2 separate regions of the Canis lupus genome follow, and region 2 is linked to region 1. Evidence: chromatin contacts called from public Hi-C data. All regions are on one chromosome and are shown on one strand. Each heading gives the region's core, a stretch centred on a gene start, on an enhancer-like site or on the middle of the called end of the contact. The rest is flanking DNA. Distances are from core to core; before and after follow the strand shown. Region 1 overlaps MOCOS (molybdenum cofactor sulfurase). Region 2 holds the start of C7H18orf21 (UPF0711 protein C18orf21 homolog).

The links. Hi-C and Micro-C count contacts between places; a contact is called where the count stands out from the background.
Region 2: a contact with region 1 is called in a Hi-C map of blood, with 5 times the contacts expected there. The contact joins the promoter of C7H18orf21 here to the enhancer-like site in region 1. A contact is called at or near these places in 2 of 9 Hi-C or Micro-C datasets (both in blood).

The regions. Positions count from the first base shown.
Region 1 is chr7:53,954,577-53,959,399 of UU_Cfam_GSD_1.0, forward strand. It overlaps MOCOS (molybdenum cofactor sulfurase), which reads right to left. Exons shown (of 16, transcript XM_038543485.1): 4 at 4,225-4,603; 5 at 3,962-4,110; 6 at 1,761-1,837. Among named protein-coding and RNA genes, the nearest start is that of MOCOS, 14 kb to the right of the region's middle. Within about 2 kb of position 2,980, at least 13 of the 20 cell types and tissues checked have an H3K27ac peak or open chromatin away from gene starts, as enhancers often do. A contact at or near this core is called in blood, where this site is marked.
Region 2 is chr7:54,177,397-54,181,765 of UU_Cfam_GSD_1.0, forward strand. It overlaps C7H18orf21 (UPF0711 protein C18orf21 homolog), which reads right to left and starts at 2,941. Exons shown (of 4, transcript XM_038543498.1): 1 at 2,706-2,941; 2 at 2,572-2,594. The coding sequence starts at 2,782.

The sequences.
Region 1 (4,823 bases), core at 1,730-4,229:
TTAATGTCTAAAGCATTTTAACATTATCCAAATCGGGATCCCTGGGTGGCGCAGCGGTTTAGCGCCTGCCTTTGGCCCAGGGCGCGATCCTGGAGACCCGGGATCGAATCCCACGTCAGGCTCCCGGTGCATGGAGCCTGCTTCTCCCTCTGCCTGTGTCTCTGCCTCTCTCTCTCTCTCTCTGTGACTATCATAAAATAAATAAAAATTAAAAAAAAAAAAAAAAAAAAAAACATTATCCAAATCGATTAGGGATACATGTTACAACATGGATGAACCTTGAAAACATGTGAAATAAGCCAGACAAAAGAGCAGATAATGTATTATTCCTCTTATCTAAGTGCCTAGAATACGCAAATTCATACAAGCAGAAAGGAGACTTGAGATTACTTGGGGCTGGGGCAAGGGGAAGGGGGCAGCCTGTTGAATGGGTAGAGTTTTAGTTTGGGATGATGCAGAAGTCCTGGAGCCAGTCGGTGGTGGATGGTGGCATACCAATGTAAGCACACTTAATGCCCCTGAAACGTACACTTACTTAAGTTGGCCAAAATGGTGCATTTTGTGTTACAGATAGTTCAGCACATTTTTTCCCAAAGAAGCGATAAAGTAGGAATAACCAGGGTTTGCTTTATTGTGGAACTGATATGGTCAGTCTGTTTTCAGTTCAGAGGTGTCCCTGCCCCCATCAGACCTGCAGCTTGCAGTTTGGGTGTCTATTAATATCTTCCCTTGGAAAAGTGCTCATATCTCAATACTTGTCTTTATTGTCTTTTCTTTGTCTTGGATGGTGTACACTCTCTGCATTACCATCAGGACTCCCCTCCACTCCTGTGAATCCTGTCTGCCCCCAGCTCAGGCCAAGAACCTGAAGAGTCCCGTTACGGTGGCAAGAGAGAGAGAAAGGAAGGACTACCTAATCATTAAGCCATATCCCTGGTTCACCACAACTCCATTTCCATATGGATGGTCCAAGCAGTACCACCCAGTTCTAGAACCTCAGCCTCTAGAGGAGTGCCCAGGAGCACAACAGGATGGTGGATGCCTGGTGCATGAGACACACGTTCTTCCAGTCATGTATCTTTGTGTCAAGCTCCACATGATGGGAAGTGGCAACTCTCTGTGTGTCAGCCTACTGTGAGGGTCCTCCACCTGCCCACACACCCCAAACATTTGCCAGGAAAGAAAACCTGCATCACTGCAAATGCCAACAACAGAGACAGTGGTTGGGGCTCAGGGTTAGGCATTATTATGGTCTAGGTGGACATCTCAGCCATCTCAATTATTAGGTCCCAGGGAAGGCATTTAACCTCTCTAAATATTAGCTCCTCATGAGCAAAGTGGGCTCATCATATAGCTCCCCAGTGTGACAGGAGGGAGGACCCAGAAAGGTAGCAGCTGAATAAGGTCTCAGGATCTGTAACCAGTCCTAGTTTGGGGACCAAGGATGGCTCCTCTGCTCCTGTGAAGCTACTAATCTCCTGGTTTGGAATAATCTCCTACTTGTGAAAATGTTCTTTTAACTGACACACACACACACACACACACACACAGCACCTCAGCCTCTTGCTCTTGCCTCAGAAGTCATTCTGAAGTTCTTCAGGATAAGCTTCAACTGCATTCAGGGTACAGCTCCCAAGTGCCAGCCGCTCACACAGACCGTACGTCCTTACCTACCTTATCTAAACCGCACCCATTCCAAGGCTCCCTCAAGGACGCAGGTGACAGGAGCAAATTCCACATAGATAAAAGGGTCCACTGACCTGTGAGGCGCTCTAGGGCATCGAATCCATGTTTTAGTGCTATCACGTCAAGGAAGGAGATGGTGCCATCTTCAAACCTGTAACAGGGTTGAGGGGAACAAGGTCAAGCTGTGGCCAACATCTCCATGTGCATTTTGTGGCATGCAACAAGGTTTTGACTCTAGTCTTGGCTATAATCGATGAATACCTCTGCTGTCTTATAAACCACTGCTCTCCCAGTCAGGATAGACGGATTTACACACAGAGACGGATGGGGCCGGTTCTGGCCCTGACTCGCTCACTGGGGGTGCTTCCTTGGGATCGGATGGCCATGGTGACAAAGGACCCTAAAAGACAGTCACCGCCTCGAGAAGTGCTATCCTGCCCCCGTGAAGACTTTGACAAGACCCCAAGCGCCACGGGCTCTTAAAACGCTGCCCTTGACCCCAAGGGAACCCCGCTGGCAAGGCGTCGGTTGGGTGTGATCAACGCGCTCGGAAGTCTAGGATGCCAACCTGCGGAACCACAGGCTTCGGGGAACATTAGGAGGCTCCCGATACAGCACACATGCCCCTCCTGGATTATCAGGGTGTTCACGATCGTCGCATTCTGTGATTTCTCATCTAGCCAAAATATTCATCAAATCTCTACTGCCCACACACTGCGCGCCAGGCACCGTCCTCGGTGCCCTTCTGGCGCTTCCCTTGTCCTGAGGCACAGAAACAAGGGACGACACGCGACAGGTAAGCAACACGCCAGCGGGTGACAGTGCACTGAGGATGCAGAAGGATCATTTTTGAAACAGCAGAGTTCACAGAGGGAAAGGGCGTCCCAGGCAGAGGCCGCAGGGAACACCCCGAGCGGGCGGAAGCGGGCGGAAGCGGGCACGCGCCCTGAACGGCAGGGACGTCAGCGCGTCGTCGGCGCGTCAGTGCTGCGTCAGTGCGTCAGTGCGTCAGTGCTGCGTCGGTGCGGCTGGGCGCGAGTGCGCATGAGCGGGGAGCCAGCGGGGGCGCGGGACGGTGGTGGGCGGCAAGTCGGAGGACGCCGGCGGTGGGGAGGTGGGGAGGCTGACGCGTGGCTGCAGGGCTCAGGGCAGAGAGCAGGGGCGGGATGCGGACCCAGAGCCTGACAGGCAGAGTCCGGGGGGGGGGGCCCGGAGGCAGGAGGTGTCAGCGAGCACTGGCCTGAGGATGGGGACGGCAGCCTCTGCGAGCCCACCTGTGGGTGACGGAAGCAAGTTGAAGCTTTCAGGGGAAATGCTCTGCTTTGTATTTTAAGATTCTAGAGATGAGGTCTGCTCAGAATACTGTTACTGCAATGTTGATTTCTTTATAAAACCGATGTGTTAATGATAGCCGTGAATCAATTATGTGAACCAACAATTAATGAATCAACTGGGTTGTTTTCATTTCTGTTTGTTTAAAGATTTTATTTGGGGGCAGCCCGGGTGGCTCCAGCAGTTTAGCGCCTGCCTTTGGCCCAGGGCCTGATCCTGGAGACCTGGGATCGAGTCCCATGTCAGGCTCCTTGCATGGCGCCTGCTTCTTCCTCTGCCTGTGTCTCTGCTTCTCTCTCTCCTCTCTGCGTATTCTCAGAAATAAATAAATAAAATCTTTAAAAAAAAAAAAAAAAGATTTTATTTGGGCAGCCCCGGGTGGCTCAGTGGCTCAGCGGTTCAGCGCCGCCTTCCTCCCAGGGCGTGACCCTGGAGACCCGGGATCGAGTCCTGCATCGGGCTCCCTGCGTGGAGCCTGCTTCTCCCTCTGCCTGTGTCTCTGTCTGTCTCTGTCTCTCTCTCTGTGTGTCTCTCATGAATAAATAAATAAATCTTTTAAAATATAATAACCAGTTGTGCCATCAATATGCACGCAAACTTGTTCCAAACAATGCCATCTTTTAAAATGACTGCTTGAGTAAACCGTTGTACCTCTTGCCTGTGCTCTGGGAAAAGGCCTGGTGGCCTATCTTCCTTCCTCTCCTGAGAGTCTTTCACCTCTCCTGCTTGCAGCCCTTGTACCCTCATAGCTATGGAGAAGCCCCAAGTGGGGGGTCCAGTTCACTAAGCCACCTGGGGCACACTCCAGCCGGCCTCCATCCACTCCACTCCAGCCCTCCAACCCCAGTGGCCCAGTTGGGTCCCTTGCACAACCCTATAGGTGACGCGGGCCAGAACCCCTGCCTTGCTGAACTCCAGTCAGCCACTCCCACAGAGAGGTTACCTTTCAGCCACCGAGCTTCTTGGGATGTAGAAGTCTTCTCCTGCCAGGTACGCAGCAGCTGTGCCCCCTCCAAAGTAGGTTTTCCTCAGCAGAGGAGCCACACGATTATTCACCAGCAGGGCACCCAGGCCAGTGGGGAATCCAAAGAGCTTATAGAAGGAGAGGGGGACAAAGTCGGCCTGGTGGACCGACAGGTCCAAAGGTGAGGTGCTCACATAGGAGGCTGCATCGAGCAGCACGAACCACTTGCCAGGCACACTCACAGGGCACATCCGCCCAGCCTTGACCTCTCCTATCCAGGACAGGGGGTACCTGGTCCCGGAAAAGTTACTCTGCGCGGGGTAACAGAAGAGATGCGGAAGCTGGCAGTCAGGGTCACTGGCGGCAGCGGCCCGTCTCTCTGCCAACCGCATGTCCTCTGGCCTGACTGGGATGGAAGTGACGTTCATGGCCGTGGTGACCTTCCTCATGCCCACCACGGAGGTATGGCTGTCAGTGAGGTAACAGAACCGGCTCCCGCTGCACTCCGGGCCTGGGGACACCCACGGGAAGGCCTCCGCCACCAGTTTAAGAGCAGCCGTGCTCCCTGCTGTGAAAATCACACTGTAGTCCTCTGAGGAGGTGTGGAAGTGCGCCAGAATCCTGGAAGAAGCATAGCATCATGCCAATCCATGGTCTCAATAGTGTCAAATGTTCAGGGGTAGCTGTATTTGACCTCTCGCTCTCCCTTTATATTTAGGGAAAAACCCAGATCAGCTTTGCCACAATTACAAAGTTAGGGTAGGGGCAGAGCAAGCAGCAGGAAGAGATGACAAACCGGTTCAAGCTGGCAAGAGCAGCTCTGCCTCCCATGTCCCCACCC
Region 2 (4,369 bases), core at 1,691-4,190, 220 kb after region 1:
GCCTTCAGCTCGTCATGATCCCAGGGTCCTGGGATTGAGCCCTGCATTAGACATCTTGGTCAGCAGGGAGCCTACTTCTCACTCTCCCTGCCACTCCCCCTGTTTGTGCTGTGTCAATAAATAAATGAAATCTTAAAAAAATAAAGAGTTTTTTTTTTAAGATTTATTTATCCATGAGAGACACAGCGAGAGAGACAGAGACATAAGCAGAGGGAGAAGCAGGCTGCCTGCAGGAAGCCCAATGCGGGACTCGATCTCAGGACCCCAGGATCACGCCCTGGGCCAAAGGCAGACGCTCAACCACTGAGCCACCCAGGTGTCCCGAGCTGCTATCTTTAAATAACTCAAATTCTAGGGGAGCCCTAAGCAAACAAAAAAAGATCAGTAACAACTGTAACACAGTATGATTAAAATGCCCTGGAAACTATTAAACTCTGTATAGACTGGCCAGAAACACTTCAAAGAAGTGGTGGTCAAATAATCCAAGTATCTGTACTTGGAGATGGCATCCCTTACTGGTAAAAAGGGCTTTCAGGTAGAAGTACAGTGAAAAAGAAAGCATGGTTATTAGGGAAAGGTGAGGGTGTGATGCAGCTGGAAAGGAAGGTGGGCACACCATGGATTTATTCAACAAATACTTATTAGTGAACACTCTGCTAAGTATACAACAACTAACTACCATGCTTGTAACTCAGCTCTGCCAATTTTTAAAAAAAATTTATTTATTCATGAGGGACAGAGAGAGAGAGGCAGAGACACAGGCAGAGGGAGAAGCAGGCTCCATGCAGGGAGCTCAATGTGGGACTTGCTCCCAGGATTCCAGGATCATGCCCTGGGCCGAAGGCAGGCACCAAACCGCTGAGCCATCCAGGGATCCCTCAAATGTTACATTCATTCATTTACTGAGTATTTGGAAAGTGCCAGGCAGAGTTCTGGGCACAAGAGTCAGGACAGTGAATAAAGGACAACTCATAGAGAGAGAAAGTAAATATAGCAACACAAATGTGTAGTGTGCTGGGAAGAAAAAAAGATTCAAGGGCAGCCCAGGTGGCTCAGTGGTTTAGCGCCACCTTCGACCCAGGGTGTGATCCTGGAGTCTCGGGATCCAGTCCTACATCAGGCTTCCTGCATGGAGCCTACCTCTCTCTGTGTGTCTCTCATGAATAAACAAATAAAATCTTAAAAAAAAAAAAAAAAAAAAAAGATTTGAATAGGAGTGGCAATGGAGCTGCTGTAGTTTGTTTTTTTGTTTTTTTTTAGATTTTATTTATTCATGAGAGACACAGGCAGAGGGAGAAGCAGGCTCCAAGCAGGGAGCCCAACATGGGACTCAATCCCGGATCCCCAGGATCAGGTCCTGGGCCGAAGGCGACGCTAAATCGCTGAGCCACCCGGGCGGGCTGCCCGGAACTACTGTGTCTTAAATAAGGTAACCAGGGAAGGCTTTGTGGAATAACATCTGTAGAAAGCAGAAGAAAATGAAGATGGAATCCACACAGATATGTGAGCTAAGAGTTCCAGGCAGAAGGAAGGAAGGGAAGCTGCGAAGGCTGCAAAAGAGCAAGGAGGCCTAACAGTGCTTGTAGTTGAGTGAGCAAAAAGGAGAAAGGAAGTCAGGCGAGGTAATGCAGGCGTTTGGTGTAGGGCCTTGTAATCCTTCTAAGATTTTCACTTTTACTCTGAATTGGGAAGTCACTTGAGACTTTGTGGCAGAGAAGTGACATGATCAAGCTTAGGTTTCTCCTGCACTCACTTTGGCTGCTCAATTGAGAATGGATGTAGAAATGCTGAGAGCTGCTGCCCCACAATCCTGCTATTAACTTGGTCCAGGGTGGTAAAATAGATCGGTGAGAAGATGCCAGGTTCAGAACGTATTTCAAAGCCGGCACGATTTGCTGGCATTGGCTTGGGGAAGACGACTTTTAGGACGCCAGGAATGGCCCCAGGGTTTGAGGGCTGAATTAACTCCAAGGACAGAATTACCATTTACTGAATTTGGAAGAACTGGAGGAGGAAGACTGTGTTGGGGGGGGTAAAGCTCCACTTCTGGCCTAAGAGACATTAAAAAGGTGTCAACGGGGCGCCTGGGGGGGTGCTCAGGTCCTGATCCCAGGCTCCTGGGATCCAGCCCCGCATCGGTCTCCCTGCTCAGCGGAGAGCCTGCTTCTCCCTCTCCTCCCCACCTGTGCTCTCTGATGCTATCTGTGTCTCTCAAATAAGTAAACAAAATCTTAAAATAAAAAAAAAAAGTCATCAAGAAGGCATCTGGATAGGAGTGTAGAAGCGGGAGAAGTCTTGGTTGGGCGCATACATTTGGAAGTCCTCAGTATAGAGAATTTAAAAGCTAGGGCACTGGATGAACAACCGTCACCAGGGAAGGGAGTGTAACTAGAAAGGAGGTCTAAGGAATTTGGAGTTTTCACTAACAGAAGGCTCTGGGAGGGCGGGAGGGGCGGTTATGAGGGCAGTGGGTCGACGAGGTTTCCCTTCTGGGTCATCCTGAGCGCCGCGCGGAGCTGGGGCAGCGGGGCGACGACAGACCGACCCACAACCGACGGACGTTCTCCCTACCGTGCGACGAGCTGTAGGCCCAGCTGCAAAGGAGGAGGAGACCGGTGAGGGAGCAGAAGACCCCGCCGTGCCGCCCCTGACGCCCGCCCCGCATCCCGCCCCGCATCCCGCCCCGCATCCCGCCCCGCTCTTACAGGAGATACCGGGCCTGGCCCGGGCAGCTGTCGTGCAGTTGCCGAGCCGCAGCCTCAAGGTAGTGCTTCTGCCTCATTGTCACCGCCGCCCCCACGACACGAGCAACCTCCGGAAGCCGGGTTCGCAGCCAGCCGGACCTTGACTTCGGAATCCGCGCTCCCTCCGGAAACTGGCGCCGGTGGCTGAAGAGTTCCGGCGTCCCTCGCTCCCCGCCCGGCGCGCAGGCGCGCAGGCCCACGGTCTCCCGCCCCCAGCCCCAGGCCCCGCCCCCAGGGCCCGCGCCGATGCGCCGCAGACCTGCGCCTGCGCGGAGCATCGTGCTTCAGGTCCCGGTGGCGACGTCGGCGCGTGGGATGTTGCGTCCGCCTCTCGCTCGCTCCTGAGCGTCCCCTGTGGCGCTCCTGTCGTCACTTCCTCCCCCGTCGCGTCGCCTTGTAGATTCTCCATCCGGGGAATCGGTCTGGGCCGGGCGGCGGTGTGCGGCCCGCGGGAGGCCGCCGTGGTCCGCGGGGCCGCGAGCCTGGGAGGGGACCAGGCCAGACTGCCCTCGGGGCAGCACCAGCCGGCTTCCTCCTCTCCTCGCCTCGCCTCGCCCGCAGCGGGAGTGCGTTTTCAGTGTTGGCAAACCCTGCTGTTACCGAGTTTGGAAACCTTTCTGTCGCCCTGTCGGAAACCCCCTCCCGGTTCTCCTCCGCTCCCAGCCCCCGGCCACCCCGAGCCCGCTTTCTGGCTGTATGGGCTTATTCGGGACGTTTCTTGTAAAGAGAGTCATTCGTAGGCATGATCTCTCGTGTCTGGCGTCTTCCACGTAGTGTGTGATGGTTTTGAGGTTCTTCCACCTCGTAGCTTATGTCAGAACTTCGTTCCCTTTTATGATTGAATATTACATTATATGTATACCAAGTGTTGTTTATCCATTCATCCATGATGGACATTTGGGTTGTTTCTACCTTCTGGCTGTTGTGCAATATGCACAATCTGTTTTCTGTTTTGTTTTGTTTTTAAATTTTATTTATTTATTCATGAGAGAGAGAGAGAGAGGCAGAGACACAGGCAGAGGGAGAAGCAGGCTCCATGCAGGGAGCCCGACGTGGGACTCGATCCCAGAACCCCTGTGTTGTGAGTTTGTTTGTTTTTTTTTTTTTTTTTTTGGATAAACACCTAAAAGTGAATGCTGGGTCATATGGTAATTCCATGTTTAGCAGTATTCTAATTTCCTCACATCTTCCCCAACTCTCATTTTCTACTTTTGTTTTATTTTGTAATTTTTTTAAATAAATTTTTATTTATTTATGATAGTCACACAGAGAGAGGGAGAGAGAGAGAGGCAGAGACACAGGCAGAGGGAGAAACAGGCTCCATGCACCGGGAGCCCGACGGGAGCCCGACGTGGGATTCGATCCAGGGTCTCCCAGGATCACACCCTGGGCCAAAGGCAGGCACCAAACCGCTGCGCCACCCAGGGATCCCCTATTTTGTAATTTTTTTTTTTTAATTCTAACCATTCTTAGTGAGTATGAACTGGCCTCTCCTTGTGGTTTTGATTTGCATTTCCCAATGAATAATGGTGTTGAGCATCCTTTCACGTGTTTGTTGACAACTTGTATATTTTCTTGGAGAAATGTCTATTGAAGTCCTTTGCCCATTTTAAAACTCGGTTGTT